Linked DNA regions of Mus musculus: region 2 is linked to region 1. A link is a contact called in public promoter capture Hi-C data. All regions are on one chromosome and are shown on one strand. Each heading gives the region's core, a stretch centred on a gene start, on an enhancer-like site or on the middle of the called end of the contact. The rest is flanking DNA. Distances are from core to core; before and after follow the strand shown.

Region 1 (7,219 bases), core at 1,635-4,134:
TAAAAGTCACTAAGCTTCAGCTTCTCTAAGAAGACAAAACGCTCTCACCAGCACAGGTTATGCCAAGACACAGGTGAATGGCTATACCTGAGATGGCAAGTTCACACATGCCAGAGCTCCACACTCTCAATTACACAATACTGTGCAAGAACTACCTAGAATGGGTCCTAAATGCTCCCACTCAGTTACAATGATTAGGAAAGCAAACGACATCATTAACAGCAATTATTAATATTTCATTCCTCTGCTTCTTTGATTGGCTGGTTAGCCAGTGTGGAAACTTTTTGTACTCTCAATATGAAGATTTTTAGATAAGCTATCTCAAAAACCTTAGGGAACAATCGGGTCCAAATCTGAATACATACATATATGTCAAGTTACTGAATACATACATATATGTCAAGTTACTGAAAACCAGCCATATGTTTTTCCTACAGAACAGGTTCAAATTTTTATATCAATGTTCCACAAACTTCTTAATCTATGCTACAGCATCCTAAAATCAAAACCTTCAACTCTTTTGGATACATTTATCTGTGAATTTACATTAACCAAAATTGTGTGGCTGTCCTAAGAGGAGACAATAAAGCTGGTGAATCAAACAATTCATACATACAGTTCATATTAGGAGTATCTACATATATATGCAACTAGTCCTCCCATCAAATAAATGTATCTCAAACTTTTCTTGGTGGCAATGGGAACTACACTAGAAGGACACACTGATGCATAAGCCCTCTACCTGGCCCTACCTGCAACCGCAATCATTCTTGGTCTGAATGTCAACTGTGTTCAACAGTGTTTTAGCCTCCTTTAACAAACACATTAGCCAAAAGAGCTATGCACAAAGTTGTTCTCTACAGATACTAAACAACCAAAAATCACCATCTAGCGCCCCACTGTCTCACTTTGAAATAGTTTTAATACACAAAGAGCCTCACTGGAGACAAAAGAGAAGTAAGTTTTGTATAGGTGAGGTTCAGGTGATCATTCACTAGAATTTCCTCACTACATTATCATCCCAATTTCCCTAAAAGACAAGGTTTTGTTTTCTTTAGAGCTCAGGCTAAACTCTGGCCAATATTCTTAAGCTGTGCACTAATCCTTTCCTGGCAAACAAGGGGCAATTACTCATGCCAGCATAACAGCTCTTATACAACTCGCGTTATCAGTAATGCAGTCTCAGAGCACATGCTTTGTTGACCACACAGCTTATATCTTTAATGTTTTATATAACAAATTAGTAAGTTGTATTAGGAGTCAGCCACACACACACACACACACACACCCAAACACACCCAAACACAAAAGTGAGACAGGGCAGAGAAAGTCTAACAGTACACTGTCCCCTCAGATAATATAGAACAATTTACTACTCACCGGCCTTGCCTGTGGGCTCAAGTAAGGTTCGAAATCATCATCATTTAGTCCATCCTTTTGATGCACAGAACCATTTTGTACTAGAGGGGAAAAGTTAAATTAGCAATGCCCTGGTCCGAAGAGCTCCCTTCCAAACCCATCCATCAGTTTACATTCACACCAGGAAGAAACCATGCTAGTTCCAAGAGTCACTTGGTTTGAAACTCCGGGGAATAACGATGAGCGCCAGGGCTGAAGCAAGAGCCGGACAGTGAAAAAGAGTCTCCACCCCAGAGCGAGCTGATCTTTTTAAAAGGTCAGTGTATTGGCTCCTTCGAATTTCAATTCCCTCCGGCTTTCTCTCCCCGCTTCCTTCACATGTGAGTGACTTCCAGAAAGTGCTCCACGAGGAGGAAACACAAAGGGCTCCTAAGACCTACGAGAAAACTAAGGACCTGGTGCTTCTCAAAATGCATTCCACCCCCGGCCGCTCATGAATTACTCGTTGTTAACGAAAAAAGCTGCCCGCCAGCTGCAGGGCCACACCAAAAGGGGCGACCGCCCCGCGCGCGGCACCTGCGACCCGAGCGGCTTCGGAAAGGTCCTTTCCCCGGGGCGCGTCCTCGAGCCACCGCCCCCACGGCCCGGCGGACCCCCCTCCCCATCCCGGCCGGCGGCCACCCGGAGGAGCGGGGTCTTACCTTTGTTTCCTTGACCTTTTGGTCTCTGCGAGAGGAGGGGACGTCGCCGAGCAGCAAGTCGTCCGAGAAGAAAACGGAAAAGGAAAGACAAATGAACGCGGGGCCCGAGCAGGGAAGAAAGGAACCGGCCTGGGGGGGACGCGTGGTGAGGGGGAGGCGGGGACGAGCGCTAGGCCGGCGGGGCAGCCCCGGCAGCCCGGCCACCCGGCAGCCACACGAGGGAAAGAGAGGAAACGAGGAAGGGAAGCCCGGGCCGCTACTGGGAGGGAGCGCGGCGCGGCCGGCCCGGCCCGGGGAGGAGCGGGAAGAGCGGGCCGGGCGGGAGACTCAGGGCGCGGCCGGTCTGAGGCCCGAATCCCGAGCCGCGAGAGGCGCCCGCCGCGGCCCGGCCAGGAGCGGCGGGCCCGGGCCTAGTCGGGCCCCGTCTCGCCTCACACAATGGCCGAGACATGCGGGCTGGGCCTGTACCTGCTCCAAGAGGCTGCTGGCCGACATGGCTCTCGGATCCTCACGGGGAACGACGGCGGCGGACTCCTCGTCGGGACAGCGGCGGCGGCGGATGAGCCCCGACGACGGGAGCAGAGGGTGCGGCGGCGGCTTTTGTCCCTGACACTCGGAGCCTCGCCTCGGCGGACGCAGCAGAGACACAGCGCGCGACTCGGGCTCCGGCTCCGATCCGGCGACGCTCTAGGCCGCCGAGCTCAACGCCCGTCTCTATGCTCCGGAGCGCGCGCCCGCCCCCTCGCAGCCCGAATGGGGGAGGCCGAGCGGCAGAGGCGGGCGGCGCGCGCGGCGCGAGCGCTGACTCTCACAGTCGCTGACCCACGCGGAAGGGCCCGGCGCGAAGCATCTCGGGAAGGGAGAGCCGCGCCCGTGGCGCCCTCTGCTGGGCTGGAGGAGCGGAAGCGGTGCGCGCGCGGTCTCCCCGCCCCCACCGCCGCCGCTTTGGGCCTAGGAGCCCTGGGTGGCACCGGGGGTCACCACTGGAGTTTTTTGGCAAACACCTAGAGAATAATTGTTTTGTCTTAAGAAAACACGCAGAAGCCCCTTTCTTAATGGGGCAGAGGCTTCTACTCTGTGTAGGACTTGAGCCCTAACTCATAACTGCATTTGATAACTCTCCCCCAATTTGAAAAGGAACCAGAAGAGAGGTCCTAAGAGCTCACAGGGAAAACTTCATGGAGGTCGGCCCAGAAGACACCCGCGCCCTTCCTTAAGACTATTGTCACCTTCCTTCCTCAGGGACTTGAAAAAAACACCCAGGAGCAGTACTTCCACTAAATATTAAAAAGCCGGCCCTCACTGCCCTGCACACAAGACATTTACCCCTTTGACTTTTGAGGGAGAAAAATATACACTCTCTTTTTTTCAGAGAAGTCAGTGACCCCAAAATAATCTAGTAAACTCTGGACTTTATTCCCAAGAAAAAGACACCTCACCCGTATGCACAGTGTCACACACACTTTCTTGAAGTCTGTTGGACCCTAAGAGGAAATATTCGTGATCTAAGGACTGGAAAATGAACGCTATTCCAGTATGTGCTGTGTGCAGGGCTTTGTCATTAAGTGCTTTCTGACACATTAAATTTAAAGACTTTCAACAAGTTCAAAGTGCCTATCAAACAATGTTACAGCTGGGAAAAGGGAGATTAAGCATGCTGCCAAAGTTATCAAGTTATTAAATAGATCTGTGCTTTTGACACAAAGAACAACATAATATCATTCTTCAACAGCTAGAAAAGAAATCCTGTATTCATGAGCTAAGATTCACTGGAGAGCCAAAGGATGAGCAAAGGCAGGTTTTTTTTTGTTTGTAGGGTTTTTTGTTTGTGTTTTGAGACAGGGTGCCTCTAGCTGTCCTCAAACTCACTAGGTAGACCAGGCTAGCCTTGAACTCAGAATTCTGCCTGCCTCTGCCTCCTAAATGCTGTTATCAAAGGCATGCACCACCAAAGGCATTTTTAATTTAAAAAAAAAAAAATCACGAGCTGGGCGTAGTGGTGCATGCCTTTAGTCCCAGCACTCGGGAGGCAGAGGCAGGCAGATTTCTGAGTTCGAGGCCAGCCCGGTCTACAAAGTGAGTGCCAGGACAGCCAGGGCTACACAGAGAAACCCTGTCTCAAAAAACAAACAAACAAACAAAAAAAAAATCACTCTGGACAAGGATATTTAGTAGTAGGTTTTGCTATTGCAAATGGTAGACACCTGAGCAATGCACTATTGTTAACCTAATGCCATCTGCTTGCTAGATAGAGAAGGTTTGGATTTGACAGATTCAGGAGGAAAAAGCCAAGACTCTTGGATTTTACTTTGTAAACCGCTCAAAGTAAGTGCAAAGCATTTCTTGTCTGCTTATACTCACATTTATGGCTTAAGTGAATAAGATCAGACACCAAAGTTAAAGAACTCTTAGTAAAATGTCACATCTCAGGGTGGAGAGCCCATTAATTGAATGAGAGAAGCCTAGTAATGGTTTTTTTATGAAAGATAATTAGCCAGTCAACCTCATGGCTCAGCTTTGTATATAAACTGTATCAGCAATTGCTTGCATTTAGAGACAGCTTGATTTTGTAAAAAGAGAATTAGACTAGACATCATCTCCTGAGAACGAGAGAGAGTCTAAACACTGGTCTCCCGAGTCCAGGTACAACACTAGGAAAATTATTACACCTGTCTCAGATTCCCTCCCTTAAGACAGAGGATAATACCACCTGCCTAACAAGTTTCTCACAAAAATAAAGGTTAAAAAAAAGAAGAAAGAAAGAAAGGAGCCAGGCGTGGTGGCGCTCGCCTTTAATCCCAGCACTCGGGAGGCAGAGGCAGGTGAATTTCTGAGTTCAAGGCCAGCCTGGTCTAAAAGTGAGTGCCAGGACAGCCAGGGCTATACAGAGAAACCCTATCTTGAACCCCCCCCCCCAAAAAAAAAGAAAGAAAGGAAGGAAGGAAGGAAGGAAGAAAGGAATAAGTTGAAAACATTAGAAAATGGTGGGTATGCTGTGGGTTCCTTTCGTGTGATCTTCTTAAGAGATGGGGGAGGGAGGAGTGCTTCTGACAGTTTCTTCAGCTACAGGGAGCCTTGATTAGCTCCTGTGCGATCACCTTTTCTGCAGGAGTTCCCAGTTAAACGCTAAAATATCCTTGTGGGGAAGGGTAATGCTAACCCTGGGTTCGTTTACCAAATTGGTTTCACAGACTCCTAAATAAACAGAACATACCAAACTGATATGTGTAATCCCTGGGAAGCAGGAAGGGAAGGCTGGAGTGGATGATAGTATTTTAGGGCTTAGAGACTATTATATGGGAACTGAGTTGAGGTTCTAGTCCAGGGTCTGCCACTGGAGCCTCTTAACAGCACCTACAGAGCGCTAAGCAATGTGCTAGGGAGAAAGGCTTACAGTTCACTTTCCCTTGGAGTTTATAGACTCGTTAAGGACATTGAGAGCATGCAAAGAGTTATTCAAAGTGACTCAATTATCACTGTGCAAAGTGCAATGAGGAAGTAGAGGCAGGTGACCTCTTCAGAAGAGCATGGAAGTGTTCACTGAGGAGTGAGCTGTAGCCCAGGCAGACTTGAAGGACCATGAGTTATTAACCAGACAAGGAAGGAAGCTAGCAAGAACACGATATGCAAAGACCGTAAATGAGGAAGAGGCAGGCACCAGTAGGGACTGATAAGAGGTTGCCATAGCTGGCTCATGCCAAGAGGGAGGGTGGCACCACATGAGACTGGAGAAGTAAGCAAGAAAAACTGTAAGGACCTCGTTCTTTTGCTACAAATTTTGGTCTGCCAATAAAAGGTTAAAAGTATAGTAAGTCCCAGTGCACTGTGGGAAAAGATTAGGGATTAGAAGATCATGACACTAAATCTAGGCCAAAAATAATGGCAGCAAATCTAGTATAAACTGACCTGTAGCCACAACAGAGGTCTAACCAGTCATGGTGGAGGTAGGAGGCAGGATACCTTCAAGGGCAATCTTGCCTACATGAGAGTCTCTCTAAAATCTACAGGGACTGGAAAAACTCTGGTCTCCATATGCACCCACATACATGTGGAATACACACATACACACACAATTAAAAATAAAGTAAATTTTGCCAGGTGTGGTGGCACATCACCATATCCTTAAATCTGTGAGTCCAAGGGCAGCCTGATCTACATAGTGAGTCCTAGGACAGTCAGGACTATGTAGAGAAACTGTCTAGGAAAGCAAAGCAAAAAGACAAAAAGAATAAATAAGTAAACTTTAAAAATGATAAACTCTACAAAATAAAAATCTCAGTTGGAGGTAGAAAGACAGCCCGGCTTTTCAAAGCACTTGTTGCTCTTGCAGAGTCCTAGGTTTGACCGCCAGCACCATACAGAGGCTACAACCATCTGTTAACTCTACATCCAGGGGACCTGGTGTATGGGATCTGGTGTGGGGGTAGGAAAGCCTTCTCTAACAAGACAGCATGTATGTAGCCCTGGCTTCTAGTATCTTTACATACATGCAGGTAAAACATTCAAACACATGAAAAACTTTTTTGTTTGTTTTTCGAGAGAGGATCACTCTATTTAGACCAGGTTGGCCTCAAGGTCCTAGAGCTCCATCTGCCTCTGCTGCCTCCTGAGTGCTGAGATTAAAAGCCAGGGACCACCACACTCTGCTAAATGTATTTTAGCTAATTTATTAATTAGTTTGGTTTGGTTTTGAAACATATATTGTCCTGGAACATATAGCTGTCCTGGAACTCACTCTGAAGAGTAGGATGGCCTTGAACTAATAGATATCTGCCTGCCTCTGCCTCTGGAATGCTGGAATCAATGATACTGTGCCTAGCCATTGAATTCCTCAGTAGCCCAGCTAGACCTTGAATTTTTGATCCTCCTGCCTCAGGTTCCCAAAGAACTAGGATTATAGGCTGCTTCTATCTGATTTTGTTTCCTACTGATTTTGTTTTCCTTCAGTGCTGAGTTCCAGGCCAGCCTGGTCTACAGAGCAAGTTCCAGGACAGCCAGGGTTATACAGAGAAAGCTTATCTGAGAAAAGAAACAAACAAACAAACCCAGAAGGCAGGTGTGGTAGTCTATGCCTTTAATCTTAGCATTTAAGGAGGCAGTGGCAGGGAGATTTCTCTGAGTTCTAAGACAGCCAGAGCAACACAGAGGGACCCAGTCTC
Region 2 (7,219 bases), core at 1,254-3,753, 8.9 Mb after region 1:
CTTGCTCTCCAGTTTTTGAGACTCTACAGGCACTGCCTTGGTCAGACGGTGTCTCTTCACAATGAATGGACAGTAACTATGAGTCTCTGTCTCAAAAAAAAAAAAAAAAAAAATCAAAACCAAAAAAAAAACCAAAACCAAAAACCAAACACATTAAAGCAAACATATTAAAAATGTAGGGCAGTGTCTGGAGTCTGGAGGGATGGCTGAGGGGTAAAGAAGTGCCCACTGCTCTTACAGAAGGCTGGAGTTTCCGTCCCGGCACTCCCATCAATGGCTCACAGAGGTCTGTAACCCAGCTACAGAGGATCCTACGGCTTCTAGCATCCCCGGGCACCCACACATCCACGAGTCCACGAGCAGAGAATACACATCCTCACTTTCTCTGGGAGTAGTGGCGCCTGCTTCCAATCCCAACACACAAGCAGGCAGTGCTCTGTGGTTTCCAGACTAGCTGGTCAACAGAGCTAATTCCAGGACAGCCAGGGTTACATGAAAGCTGTAAAAACCAGGGTTTGGAAACCCATTCTTTTCTAAATAAATAAATAAAATCAGAAGAAGAAAAAAAAAACAGTTTTTTTTTCCTTTCCTATTTTTTTTTTAAATACAGGTGACATGAGGGGCATTTGGGAGACACTCCTCCTAGTGGCAGGCCATAAATGCCTCTACCGGAAATTGTGCATTTTCTGGCAGAAGTCACTATTGCACACACTTCCTTTTTTTTTTTAATATTTATTTATTTATTATATGTAAATACACTGTAGCTGTCTTCAGACACTCCAGAAGAGGGCATCAGATTTCGTTACGGATGGTTGTGAGCCACCATGTGGTTGCTGGGATTTGAACTCAGGACCTTTGGAAGAGCAGTCAGTGCTCTTAACCGCTGAGCCATCTCACCAGCCCCTGCACACACTTCCTAACAGGCAGCACACACTCAAAAAATATAGGTGGAGTGAATAAATACCTAAGCGACACCTGTTAGTCTCTATAAAAATCTTATTTGTTGAGTGTGGTGGCGCACGCCTTTAATCCTAGCACTCTGAAGGCAGAGGCAGGGAGACCTCTGTGATTTTGAGGCCAGCCTGGTCTACCTGGTGAATTCCAGAAAAGCCAGGGCTATATAGAGATCTTGTCTCAAAAACACCAAAACCAAACAAACACACACTTTCTTGATTCAAGGGGAATGTACCTTAAACCTCTATTAAATAATCGCTGAACCAAGCAGGCCTTCCAAGGCTCGTTAATGCTAAGTCGAAAAGCATCACCAATCTTTCGAGAAATGCTGAACTAGCGGAAAAAACTTCGAGGCCAAGTTTCAACATTCCTGTGAAGATACACCACTGCTGTGCTGGTTAGAAGCGCTAGGGGAAGACAGACCCAACTCCTCCTCTATCCTAGTATATGTGACTCCCCACACATAAACTTTTGAGGTGAATGTCACCGGAGCGGAGCCCAGCCCAGCCCAGCCCAGCCCGGCCCGGCCCGGCCCGGCCCAGCCCGGCCCAGCCCAGGCGCGGACACATGGTCACCAAAGAGACATTTCCGTCTCCACGAGGGTTAGCTTCGAACCTCAAACTCTGAAATTACCACGAGAATCACGAATCTAATAGAGGAGTTCCTACTTGGGATAATTTTTCCTTTTCCTGTAACTTTTGGGGGCAAGCAAAAACTCTCACTCGCATCATACCGATCGGTAATCTCCCCTTCTCGCAGGCATGAGGCTATCTTACAAATCACACCCTTCTTCCTTTCCCTTCCCTCCACTCAGAAGAACGTAGTCCGAGATCCTTCCCACTGCGCAGATCTTAGGGTGGGTCCCGGGGAAGAGCAGATGCTTTGCAGAGTTTAGGGGAGCTCTGCTGAGATCCCCGGAAAACTCGGACTAAAACTGAAAGAGGAAAAGGGAAAGGAAGAGAAAAAACCAGGCTCGCTCACCGCGGCGGAAGGCGCACAGCGGCGGGGGATTTCGGCCCAGAGCCCAGTGGTCCCAGAGGACACATGGTCGCTTGCTCCCCGCTGTCTCGGGGCCTCCTCCCGCTCTTCCTCCGAGCCAGGCACTCCACCCGAGCCCCTCCCTCACCAGACGGAGCTCAAGAACTTTAAAATGGTCCCTAGGGCGCGGGGGACCAGAGAGAGTTGCCCCGGGGTAGAAGGTGGGGCGCCCAGAGCGAAGCGCACACCGCTGGGCGGAGAGGCACCCGGCAAAGGTGGAGAGAGAAATGGAACGCGGCCCCTTTAAGAGGCCTTCACGGCGATCCGGGACCGGGGGCCTCTCTTCCACCTCCGGCCCGGCGTGGGAGACCCTTCCTTGGGGAAAACTCTCCCCAGACCCACTCCCCGGAGGCTTCCCTCACGCCAGGTCCGCCCAGCCCTACCGCGGGGCGGCAGCTCCTCCTTACCCCGCTGTCTGCCGCCTCCTCCCAGCTCTCAGCGACCTCCTCATCTTCCATCTTACTCGCCGCTTTCCCTCCTCCCCCAACCCCTCCCCGCGCCTGCGCCTTGAAGCGCGCCTGAGTCGCGGGCGGAGGCACGCAGGGCTTTCCTCAATGGACCACGCCCCCTCCCCCAGCCCGGAAGAGGCGCCCGGCCAGGTCCTCCACTCGCCTGGTCTGCCATCTTGGAAGAGGGCAGGGAAGTCAGATCGGCCTCCATCTTTCATGAGGTCAATACGCTCGCTGGTTTACTGAATGAGAGAGTTCAAGTGACGTTACCTGCTCCAGTTCGGGAACTGTGTGCTTTGGAACCATCGTTTCTTAAGGGCAGGCAATGATTGAAAATTAATTTTTTTTTCAAAAATTGAATCTCAAAAGAAAAAAAGTGAGTCTAAGTTTTTCTAAGCTACAGGTCACATGTTTGTTTTACAGCATTTTTTTTTTTTTTTAAGGTGTGCGCCACCACACCCGGTAACCAGTCATACTTTTTTTTTTTTCTAAGATTTATTTATTTATATGTAAGTACACTGTAGCTGTCTTCAGACACTCCAGAAGAGGGAATCAGATCTCGTTAGGATGGTTGTGAGCCACCATGTGGTTGCTGGGATTTGAACTCCAGGCCTTTGGAAGAGCAGTCTGGAAGAGCAGTCGGGTGCTCTTACCCACTGAGCCATCTCACCAGCCCTGTTTTACAACATTCTTGAGACATTTCTATACTTAAAGAAAGGATTAAAAAGCATCTTTGGCCGGACGTGGTGGCGCACGCCTTTAATCCCAGCACTCAGGAGGCAGAGGCAGGCGGATTTCTGAGTTGGAGGCCAGCCCGGTCTACAAAGTGAGTTCCAGGACAGCCAGGGCTACACAGAGAAACCCTGTCTCGAGAGGAAAAAAGAAAAAAGCATCTCTGGGCTGGAGATATGGCTCAGCAGTTAAGCGCACAGCCTGCTCTTACAGAGGTCCTGAGTTCAAATCCCAGCAACCACATGGCTCCCAACCATCTGTAATGAGATCTGGAGTGTCTGAAGACAGCTACAGTATCAGTATACTTACAGATAAATAAATTAAAACATCTTTAAAAAAAAGAAAGAAAAGAATTAAGGCAGCAGGAAGAAAAGACTCAGACAGCTGAAGATGGTGAGAAGCATGGCATTAGGAAGCAGGCACTGCCTGAGCAGTGCTGGCCCTCGCCTTTAATCCAGCACTCAGGAGGCAGAGGCAGGGGAATCTCTGTGAGTTTACAGAATGAGTTCTAGGACAGCCCCTGTCTCAAAAATTAAACCAAAAGGAAACAAGACAACAACCACCACCCTCCTCCCACACACACCTTATTATACTGAAGAGTCACAACCGGTATCTGACTTCCCTTAAAAATTCTAAGGGGGTCGCCGGGACGCGTTTAATCCCAGCACTTGGGAGGCAGAGGCAGGTGGATTTCTGAGTCGCCTGGTCTACAGAGTGAGTTCCAGGGCAGCCAGGGCTACACAAAGAAACCCTGTCTAATGGGTATGACTGCTGAAGGGTGGGGGGCAGCTGGTGGGGGTGGCTTGCCTGTCTGTCTCACCTCTAATCCTTTCCCCAAACACAGACAACATTTCTGGGACATGTCCCTTATAGTTAGCTCTATCAAAAACATGCTGTTGAGTAAGGCAGCAATGTGGGTGCTATAATCAAGTTAACTGACTTGGAATGTGGTTTTCCCTCATATTTTTAGGGTCCCATTAATCTTAATAAAGTAAGAGTTTCCTGTTGTGACATTTTGCAGTTTGTATTCTTAGTGATCATAATTGCAACCATCTTGGTAAAATGTTACCAGCTTTTTTCTCCTCCTCCGAGATTTCCCAGCATTCTGGATCATTGCCAGGTCCGTTGTCACGGGGCTCTTACCTAGAACCTCCTGCTCTACACCTCTGCCTGCATACTGAAGCCTTTCAAGATGCCAGCCCCAGCCCCACCCCCACCACCTGGCCCCTGGAGGGTTTCACTATGTATCCCAGGCTGTGCTATAATTCACTCTGTAGACTGGGCTAGCCTGACTCCAGCTGACAGGGATCCACCTGTCTCTGTGTGCTGAGCACTGAGATTGAATGTGTGTGCTGCCGTGGTCAGTTGGGATTCCAGTTCATGTAATCAGGCTTCTTGTTGACAGATATCTCACAAGCAGTAAAAAGCCTGTTTGAAACTCAAAGAATTGGACTATTTCCCTATCTTCAAGAACAAAGGATGTCATATTGCCCATCTCTGGTTACTGTATTTGTGAGTCTTCTGTGAATTCATTTTTAAGTGTGTGTGTGTGTGTGTGTGTGTGTGTGTGTGTGTGTGTGTGTGTGTGTAAGCCAGAGATTGCATGACAGGTGTCTTTTTTGATCACTCTCCATATATTGAGGCAGAGTGTCTTACTTGGACCCTGGCCTAGACAATTCAGCTAATTGGGGATGCCTCTCTCCTAACACTCAGGCCTGTTCGAGGGTTCCAGACATGCCCTCAACTGTCATCTATGTGGAGCTGGTGATCCGAACCCCAGTATTCATGCCTACACAGCAAGTGCTTTACCAGGTAGCCAATGAATACATTTTTTGAAGCAAATTCTCTTGTGTCTTGGAAACAGTGATGTCAATGAAACTCTCTTACACCAACTATAATGGCCAACATTTCCGAGGAATGGGCATGTTTTCAGCCTTGTAGTTACAGAGTGCGGCCAGCAGAGGGAGACAGTTTCTTATAATTCCTCTGTGGTAGACACCCCTAAAGGCAGGACGATCTTTTAGCTGTGACTTTTTCCAAGAGATTCAGGAGGACATAAATCTTGAGGATAATTTGACGATGCTGCAAAAATAATAACTTCTGTTCCACTTAAGTGGGCAACCAAGAAGCCAGCAATCCCTTGAGACCCGGGGCAAGTCCTTTCTTCGCTTGGACGGTTTCCTTCTCTACAAGAGGAGAGCATGGGACAGAAAAACTTCACTGCTAAGACTGCAGGGCAGTTTTGTTTTCCAAGGGGAAACCCCAAGAGCTGAGATCATGGCATGATTCACATATTGGCAGAGACCCTAAAACTTGTGCTTCTGTTTCTGGCGAAATGTCGTTAGCCATGGTTCATGCTTGGCTTTTATGTTAGGAAGTCACTTTCAAACCAGGTGTGGTAGGAATGCAAGCACAAAGACCGTAGTCAGACTGTCCTTGGCACAAGGACACGTAGGCAGTCAAAAGTTGAGCAGTGGGCACATGAAGCCATCTATACACACACATACAAAACAAAACTAAACAAACGAACAAAAACCTTAAATGCTAGGCTGTGTGTAGTTTTCTCTTACTTTTTCTTTCTCTTTAAGCAAAAGAAAAGATGCCAGGTAGAGCTGGTGCATGCCTTTAATCCCAGCACTCAGGAGGCAGAGGAAGGCTGATATTTGTGAGTTTGAGGCCAGCTTGGTCTACATAGTGAGTTCCAGGACAGCCAGGGCGACACATACCCTGTTTCAACAAACAAAACAAAAATGCTGATACTGAGTCATTTAAAATGTATACATTTCCCCATCTCTTCTCACCTGTAAATCTCTGAAAAGATGTCAGGGGGGTTAACAGAAGTTGATTTGGTGTGACCAAAAATATCTGAGGGGCTAGTAGGTTAATTTTTAGAAAAATATTTACTTACTTTATGTATGTGAGTGCTCTATCTGCATATACACCTGCGTCAGATTATATTACAGATGGTTGCGAATTGAACTCAGGACCTCTGGAAGAACAACCAATGCTGCTTTTTCTCCAGCCACCTGGTTTGTTTTCCTTTCTTTTCGTCTCTTTCCTTCCTTTTTTTTTTCTTTTTTCTTTTTTTGATATTGGGTTTCTCTTTGTAGCCCTGGCTGTCCTAGAACTCACTCTAAAGACCAGGCTGGCCTCAACTCACAGAGATGCCACGTGCCTCTGACTCCTGAGTGTTGGGATTAAACATGTGTGCAGATTTGAGGATTCTAGGCAGACTCTGTACCACTGAAACATGTCCTCAACTCCAATTTCCGTTTTATTATACTTCCTGTTGTGCCTTTGAATGCTGCACTATGTGCATATATTACCTAAGCTAAATAACTAAAACCATAAAATGCTCCTGTAATTATTTGGACAGACTCTTTTCTTAAAGCACGTTTGAACTTACTGGACGGGTCTGAGCACCATCTTTCATCCCGGTCTCAGCCCTTGCCTCTAGCCCTGGTCCCCATTATCTGTCCCAGTCTACGTGTGGCCGAGAGACAAATCTGAGCCATTATCGTATATTCTCTCCACTGTGAGAGATGAGAGTCAATTTCCCTCCTGATGGTCTAGGTCGAACGTAACCAAGCCTCCTGCTTGTCAGAACTCTTGCCGAGTTCAAGAGCCTGGGCTTTGAAGTGACAAGACCATGTGGGCTTGAACCCTGCCTGTTTTGGGGAGCTTTAACCTGGAGAAGACTGTTTCTCCATTTGTACAATGAGCACAATGGTGGCACCTGGGTACCAGTGTTAGGTACCTAATAAAATGAGCACTGAGTGAGGCGGGGGAGAGGGCTCGTTGGGAACATGCTTACAATACAAAAGCATGAGACCTCAGTTCAAACAGACAGAACCTACCTCAATCTGGGCATCGTGGCATCTGCTGTCTGTAACGGTACCTGTGATCGCAGTGTGCCTACAGTGAGACAGAAGCATCCCTGGATGCTTATGGGCCAGGGAGCCGGCAATGCTCCGAAGGGAACAAAGAAGCCCTGTCTCAACGAGGTGGGAGGAAAGGACAGACAGCTGCAGTTGTCCTCTGATTTC

Evidence for each region. Capture Hi-C pulls out chosen DNA fragments and counts their contacts.
Region 2: a promoter capture Hi-C map of adipose tissue shows a contact between it and region 1. The contact joins the promoter of Szrd1 here to the promoter of Ythdf2 in region 1.

The regions. Positions count from the first base shown.
Region 1 is chr4:132,209,372-132,216,590 of GRCm38.p6, forward strand. It overlaps Ythdf2 (YTH N6-methyladenosine RNA binding protein 2), which reads right to left and starts at 2,885. Exons shown (of 5, transcript NM_145393.4): 1 at 2,529-2,885; 2 at 2,061-2,085; 3 at 1,381-1,460. The coding sequence starts at 2,555.
Region 2 is chr4:141,137,293-141,144,511 of GRCm38.p6, forward strand. It overlaps Szrd1 (SUZ RNA binding domain containing 1), which reads right to left and starts at 2,504. Exons shown (of 4, transcript NM_001025608.2): 1 at 2,400-2,504. The coding sequence starts at 2,450.